2 separate regions of the Callithrix jacchus genome follow, and region 2 is linked to region 1. The links are chromatin contacts, called in public Hi-C maps. All regions are on one chromosome and are shown on one strand. The core of a region is the stretch at or near the end of the contact, and the rest is flanking DNA. Distances in the headings are between cores, read along the strand shown. Region 1 overlaps FRY (FRY microtubule binding protein). Region 2 holds the start of ZAR1L (zygote arrest 1 like).

Region 1 (3,959 bases), core at 746-3,245:
TCTCCACCCTTGTCCAACTACTACATGCTGAATGCTCCAAGACACTGGGTCCCAAGACCCCTCCTCTTCATTGTCTATGAGGTCATCTCCTCCAATCCCATGTGCTAATAATACCCAGATCTTTATCTATGGCCCCGCATCTCCCCAAAATATTCAACTCAAGTCCGAAATGCATCTGTGTGGACATCTCGGAGACATCGCAGGTTTAACCTGGCCAAAATTAAAGTTGATTCTGTATCACATACCTGTTCCTTCCCCAGTTTTCCCATTTCAGTAGATAGCACCAACATCCAACATCCAGACAAAAAAATCTAAGGCTTATTTTGATTATTTTCTTATTTTCGCCTTCCACATTCAGCCTATCCTATTAAACCTGCCTCGCAAACGGATCGCAGTCTATCTAATCCTTTCTGTTTCCGTTATCAGCCCTCCAGTCCTAATCCCTGTTTTCTTTCGCCCTCGCCTACTGTAAGAGCCTCCCAGTTTTGTCTCCCTCCTCCTATTCTTGTCTCCCTTCCATCACTTCTCCACACGGTAATGATCTTTTAAAATAATAATAATACTGGATCACTCTCTCCTCCCCATGTATAATTCCCCTTTGGCCTCCTATCTCGTTTGCAGTGAGATCCAGACTCTGCCTGGTTTACGAAACCCCTGCATCATCTGGGCCCTGTCTAATTCTCCAGTATCATTTTGCATCGCTCTTCAACCCCAACCAAACTCTGGTTTACTTTTTATTTTTGTAACACACCAAGTGTGTTCCTACCATAGAGCCTTTACATGTGCTGTTTCTAGGCTGGATGCTCTTAACCCTAATCTGTGCATGGCTGGATCCTTCTTAACATTCATGTCTCAGCCTCATTCACTCCTCATAGAAGTCTCCCTGACACCCAGCCTATTAGGTTGGTACAAAAGTAATTGTGGGTTTGCCATTACTTTTGCACCAGGCTAATAAAACAGTTACTCACTGCCATGTTACTATGTCTTAATTCTCTGCAATGTATTTGTTTTGCTATTTGACATTTTCTTATGTATCTATTAATTTTTCCTTTTTAGTCCGTGTGTGTGTGTGCTCACACATAATCATATTATCAGCTTTTGAGAGCAGAAGTCTTTCGGTCTTATTCACCACAATAACCTCAGTGCTTGGAACAGTGCACATAGTAGGTGCTCAAAAAACACACTTTGAACAAATGAATAAACCAATTTAAGCAGCAGGAAAATCTGTTAAATGGGAACTGGGTGACATTTTCTCTTTTATTTCATGGCAATGTCGTGGCTGATTTAGCCAAATTTCTACGGACTAACCGAGAAAATAAAATTGAACCATAGAAAATAAAATTGAAACACATCATTTGGCTGATTCGGTTCATGGAATCCCCTTTCTTCTAAATTTGTGATCAAGCCCACAATAAAGAAGAAAGAAACATGATGGCACTGGACATCTGATAAGTTTCTGATGAGATACATGGCAGGTTAATGCAACTTGATGACATGACCTTTGTGCCCATACCACTGCTGGGTCTTCGTTCATACAATGAGACTGTAGTAAACTCTAAGTAGGTTCTGACAGAGATGGAAAGCTTGGAGTGCAAAGAACGTGGGGATGCTCCCGCTCTTTTCCCATTTTGTTTCCTCCTCTTTGCTGATGCAAGATGAAGTGGGAAGTACAGCAGGACAAGGAGTGAGATCCGTGCTCAGAGTAGCTGTATTACGGGTTCTCGCATGGCTAGAACTCCTATCTGCATGGGATTATCTGACTCTCAGCTAAGATACAGTGTTTCCCTAAGGTGATTTTGGAGGCCAAGCCCATTTACACATATAGAAATTCAGGAGCAAGGAACTTTCTACGTATTTGTCAAGGAAGCACTGTTTATGGTGTTCTAATCACTTGGCACTCTTAAGACTGTAATTATAGAGGTTTAAGAAGAATATAGGCCATTTCTTCTGACTTATTCTTTTGAGGTTTAGAATTGAAAATAGTTTGATCCCTTTTTTCAGCCTCCTCAGAGATAAGTTACATGGCCTTTAGCCAGTTCCCCATTCTTCCTTTCTCATTTCACAATTGCAAATGCTACGGGGTAGTTTTCCTCTGTTTTGAGCCCCGCCCTTCCTGTTGCTAAGCAGATGAACTGGGTTACATAAATTGTCAATTTCTCAGCTGTGACAATGAAAAAGACAGGACAACAGTAGACAGAAGTGAGGACAGCTGCTTCTAGCACTTGGAATGTAGGATTAGATGATGAAGGGATCAAAAGGAAATAGGTGCAGTTAGCATGAGTAAAAAGACACAATTCTGTTACTTTAATACAAACTCTGTTACCATTTGAGTATATTTCCTTCAGAGATTTGTATTCATTATGTTAGAGTAGAGTTATTTGGGTTTTTTTTCCCTTTATGCCTACTTACAATTTACATGCTCTTATCTTTTGTTTTACAATATTTGTGAGTTGCAGTTATTATTTTAATATTTCAGGTTAAGTTGACTTTTAAATATAGAGTCAGTTTTAAATTTGTGTGTTTTAAAGGGGCATATTTGCATTTCTGACCCACACACAAAAAAAAGACTAACATCACTCGTGACAATAAATTTTCAGTGATCTAATTTTTACAATTTTTTTTAACCAAAGCATGTTTAATAAGGGCCGGTATCCACCAAACATCCGGCTCTTATCGTGTCACCTATAGCTTCCCATGGAAATTTTCTACAAGACAAACATTGGCTGGGATTACAGAGATTTCCTTTTCAAGCCCTCATGTTTAATCAACTCCACTTACCTGTGTGGCCTTAATAAGCATAATGCCAACTCCAGCTCCCCAGAGTGAGGTAAACAGGATGTATGGGCATAATTAGCAAATCATTTGGTTGTAAGATGTTGTAAGATCCACATATTTGGTTTCTTTAATGAGGCATTTCTCTTCAGACACATCAGTGGTTTCCCAAAATGCTCCTTTGCAAATAGCTATACAAACAGCAAATAATGAACTCCAAACGGTGTGCTGCAAGTGGGACACCAGAGGGCGCTAGAGTAATGTCATAATGTGCCTCTGCTTTTCTCTTAGCCTTGCTATTAAAAAAATGAAAGCTTTTAAAATAATACACTGCCTGTCTTGAAGACATTTATTTGAAGTTATATAATGTAGCTTTATGATTTGAGTCAAACATTTATTATTTATCATTCCAGTCAGTGTCTTCTCAAAAGCAGGTCTTTTATTCCCATGCTGAATTTTAGAAAAGAAATTCTAACAATAATCTCCTCTAAAACTTTTTTTTTTTAAGGAAAACACATTCTTATTCTTCCAAGATTGTGACTTTGTCCTCTCCCAAGAGTTAGTCGCATGTCTTAAAACATTTAGTAGTTCTAGTCTGCTAGATATGGAGGAAATGAATTATTTCTAAACTTACTTTTAGAAGCACAGAATGTGGGCATTTGATCGGTATTTGTCTACTGTTGAGTTTAAAATAAAACATATGAATGCATCAGGATAAAGTGGCAGTGCCGAAAAAATTAAGTTGTTAGAAAATTAAATTTATGTTTGTTAATGAAAGCAACCTTTTTGGTGTGGCCAGAAGGTTTATTATCTAGTGTTAAGCTATCTTAAAAATCAGAAGTATTTTTGTTCAACATAATTTACTGAAAAGTGTGTATAGTATGCCTAATATGTACATGTCTAAAATTGCTCTTAGTGACGAAAGATTCCCATGGTAGATGTGGTGCCTTACACCTGTAATCCTAGCACTTCAGGAGATGAGACAAGGCCAGGAATTCAAGACCAGCCGAGGCAACACAGCAAGACCCTGTCTCTACAAAAATTTTCAAAGTAGCCGGATGGGGTGGTGTGTGCCTGTAGTCCCAGCTACTTGGGAGGCTAAGGCAGGAGGATTGCTGGAGTTCATGTGTTCGAGGCTATAGTGAGCCATGATTGTGCCACTAGATTCCAGCCTGGATGACAGAGTG
Region 2 (3,670 bases), core at 903-3,402, 420 kb after region 1:
GTAATCCCAGCACTTTGGGAGGCCGAGGAGGATGGATCACGAGGTCAAGAGATCAAGACCATCCTGGCCAACATAGTGAAACCCCGTCTCTACTAAATACAAAAAAAATTTAGCCGGGCATGGTGGCACACGCCTGTAATCCCAGCTACTTGGGAGGCTGAGACAGGAGAATTGTTTGAACCCAGGAGGCGGGGGTTGCGGTGAGCCGAGAATGCGCCTTTGCACGCTAGCCTGGGTAACGAGCGAAACTCCGTCTCCAAAAAAAAAAAAAAAACCATCCTGCCATATAGACTGCTGCAAAACGAGCTGCACAGGCCAAGGAAAAGGAGACCAAGACTTAGGGCAGCCTGCTGTTCTCATTCTCAAACGAGGGTCTATAATGAATAGAGCCTATGATATTCATGAAAATGCAGAAATGCAGAATTTAACGTGAAGTCTTTTCCAATCTTAATATGTTGGCAATTAAATTAGGAAGGGGACAAAAGAAACCTTCCACGTAGCCTAAGTCAGTCTCTTACAGGCTCATCTTTACAGTAAGTTTTTTCACTTATTGCCCCACCTTGTGGACAAACGTGGAAATTTCCTAGCGCTAAGGCCCAGACCTTTTCCAAAGGTACCAACTAAAAAACGATTACAAAAACTTCCAATGTAGACAAGGACAAAGGTTCATCTAAGTAACCTGACATTTTGTCAAATATAACACCAGAATCTGGTTCGGAAACTCGGGTGGACAGTCCGATTCGGCTCCATTCAAACATTCGTTCAGCACTTCCCACACACCTGGCACTGGGGATGCCACCAGGATCAAGACAGGACTGTGAGAGCCAAGCTCCCTCAGGAATCAGATTCTTCCCCGCTTACATCTGTGCCCACCCCATTCTCCTCTCACCTGCCACTCACTTTTACTTACCTTGTTAGTTCCAGAAATGCACCACACGTAAGCACTCTCCCACCTGGTCTTACAATCTTTGCAGTGAAAATAGCCGTATTTTGGTTCCAAAACCTGAAATTAAAGGGGGAAAGTACTTTACCATCATGCAAAGACCAGATCTTTCTTTCCTCACGGCTTTGTATAAGGAAAATATAACTTGTTTAACCTCACGATATTCTCAAAACTGCATTAATTCAGTTTCTCATCTCTCTTAAAGATGACGCTCGCTGCCGTCTTTTGTACTTTTCCAATTCATTTTCCACAATGCCAGCGGCAAATCTTCCCAAAACGAAAGTCTGATTTCATGTTTCACAGACTTGAAGCCCTTCTTTGTCTCCAAATTCCCCAAGAGCAGTGGTTGCCAGTCTGTTGGTTTTCATAGGCTTACCTGGGTGGGCACCTACTTTACTCAAAACTTACCAAACATACAGGCCACGTGAAATACATGTTTTTAGAGCTCCCTCTCCTTCTCCAAGTACATGGAGGAAGAGAGAGAAGATTTTGCTTTTATTGCCCCCATAGATGAAAAAGGAGGGAGAGGATGGGGCTGACCGAGGACTAAGAGGGAAGAGAGGGTCCACCTGGAAGTTAGACCTCCGAAGCGGCTTCGCGGCAGTGTCTCCAGGCGCCTGCTTGCTGCGCGGGGCGTCTTTCTCCCCCGATTCCTCCAGCTGCCCGGGTTCCTCCTGCCATTCAGCTTCGGACCTTGATGGTGGTGACAGCGGCTGGCTGGCCTCCGCAGGACCCGAGAGTGCCTTGCTCTCCCTCTCATCCTCATCCCTCCGCAGGCAGATCAAGCCCCCGTGGCCCGTGGCAGGCGAAGTGACCCCGCACGCTGGCAGGGGGTTCCGGGGGTCTCTGACGTCCCAGGAGGAGCAGCTGCTCAGGGTGCGAGGCCCCAGCGAGCACTGTACAGCCTTGTCCACCCGCGGGCTCACCTGCACGCCCACCTCCTTGGTGTTGGCTTTACACAGCCGCGGGCTCAGGCTGGGATTCATCTGGGAGAGAATGGCCTTAAGCTGCGCCCTCTTGTAAGGGTCCATGCAGTAGTCAGGAGCGTTCGCCGGCACCAGGAGCCCTGGCCTAGCCAGGAAAACAGGGGGAACCATATTTTGTCTCCAGTCGGGCTGTTTATGCCCTGAGAGTCCAGGCTGGCCTAAAGGTACTGTGTTCCCATAGCCCTGGTACAAGCCATGGGGAACACGGACAAAGCGCTCCATCCGCTCAGCAGGTGCTCAGGCGCAGCCTAATATCCTACTGCGGTTTGTGTCCTTATTTTGCCTTCCTCCTTCACCCGCCCCTTCTTTCTCCTGATCAAGTTGGTTCAGATTAATTCCTGGCTTCTCCATTTATTTTAGATTCTAATGGGAGCTGCTGCCTATTACCTTGATTGAGGGAGAGAAGCTCTATCTACAGACGTCTAATTGCCACCTGTTTCCTACCTAATTGATTTTCCCTATCTCTTCAATTCACTGTTTGGGAATCTTTTTTCAAAGCTGTTTTTGATTTCCAGCTTATTCACACACATGCTTTAGTTAGTGACTCATTCATTTATTCCTGCAGTGACCATTCTAAAGATCCTTTGTAAGGTAATGTGGTAATGTTAATTGGTACAGACATTATAGACAACAGTATGAAGGCTCCTCAAAAAAGTAAACAGAAGGCCGGGCGCTGTGGCTCACGCCTGTAATCCCAGCACTTTGGGAGGCCGAGGTGAGTGGATCACGAGGTCAAGAGATCGAGACCATCCTGGTCAACATGGTGAAACCCTGTCTCTACTAAAAATACAAAAAATTAGCTGGGCATGGTGGTGCCTGCCTGTAGTCCCAGTTACTCAGGAGGCTGAGGCAGGAGAATTGCTTGAACCCAGGAGGCGGAGGTTGCGGTGAGCTGAGATCGCGCCATTGCACTCCAGCCTGGGTAACAAGAGCAAAACTCCGCCTCAAAAAAAAAAAAAAAAGTAAATAGAAGTACCAGATAATCCAGCAATCCCACTACTGGGTATTTACTCAAAGGAAATGAAATCAATATCCTGAAGCGATATCTTCACTTCGTTGTTTATTGTAGCATTATTCACAATAGCCAAGTTATGGAACCAACCTAAGTGTCTGTTAACAGATAAATGGATAGAGAAATTGTGGCATGTATTTATACAATGGAATATTACTCAGCCTTAAAACAGGAGATCCTGCCATTTGCAACAAATTGGGTGAAACTGGAAGGATATTACACAAAGTGAAATAAGCCAGATAGAAAAATACTGCTTAAACTCACTGATATGTGGAATGTGAAAAAGTCAAATACATACAAGCAGAAAGTAGAATGGTGGTTACCAGGGACAGGAAGTTGGGAGGCATGGAGAGAGATTGGGCAGAGCCTATAAAGTTACAGTTAGAACAAATGAGTCTAGAGATCTAATGTATGGCACAATGACTACAGTTAACAATACTGTATTTTATACTGGAAATTTTCAAAGAGATATTTCAGGTGCTCTCACCGCACACAAAAGAAAATTATGTTAATTGTTTGACTGTAGTAATCATCTCACTATGTACACATATCAAAATATCATGTTGTGCACATTAAATATATATACAACTCAGAAAATAATGGTTTTTTGTTTTGTTTTGTTTTTTGAAATGGAGTCTCCTCACTCTGTCTCCCAGGTGGGAGTGCAGTGGCATGATCTCAGCTCACTGCAACCTCCTGGGTCTACCTCCTGGGTTCCAGCGATTCTCT

The links. Hi-C and Micro-C count contacts between places; a contact is called where the count stands out from the background.
Region 2: a Hi-C map of skeletal muscle shows a contact between it and region 1, with 10 times the contacts expected there. The contact joins the promoter of ZAR1L here to the enhancer-like site in region 1. A contact is called at or near these places in 3 of 3 Hi-C or Micro-C datasets (induced pluripotent stem cells and skeletal muscle).

What each region holds. Positions count from the first base shown.
Region 1 is chr5:151,110,461-151,114,419 of calJac240_pri, forward strand. The region is part of intron 1 of FRY (FRY microtubule binding protein); the gene reads left to right. Among named protein-coding and RNA genes, the nearest start is that of FRY, 66 kb to the left of the region's middle. Within about 2 kb of position 1,996, at least 3 of the 16 cell types and tissues checked have an H3K27ac peak or open chromatin away from gene starts, as enhancers often do.
Region 2 is chr5:151,531,612-151,535,281 of calJac240_pri, forward strand. It overlaps ZAR1L (zygote arrest 1 like), which reads right to left and starts at 2,153. Exons shown (of 4, transcript XM_002748958.7): 1 at 1,513-2,153; 2 at 911-1,003. The coding sequence starts at 2,151.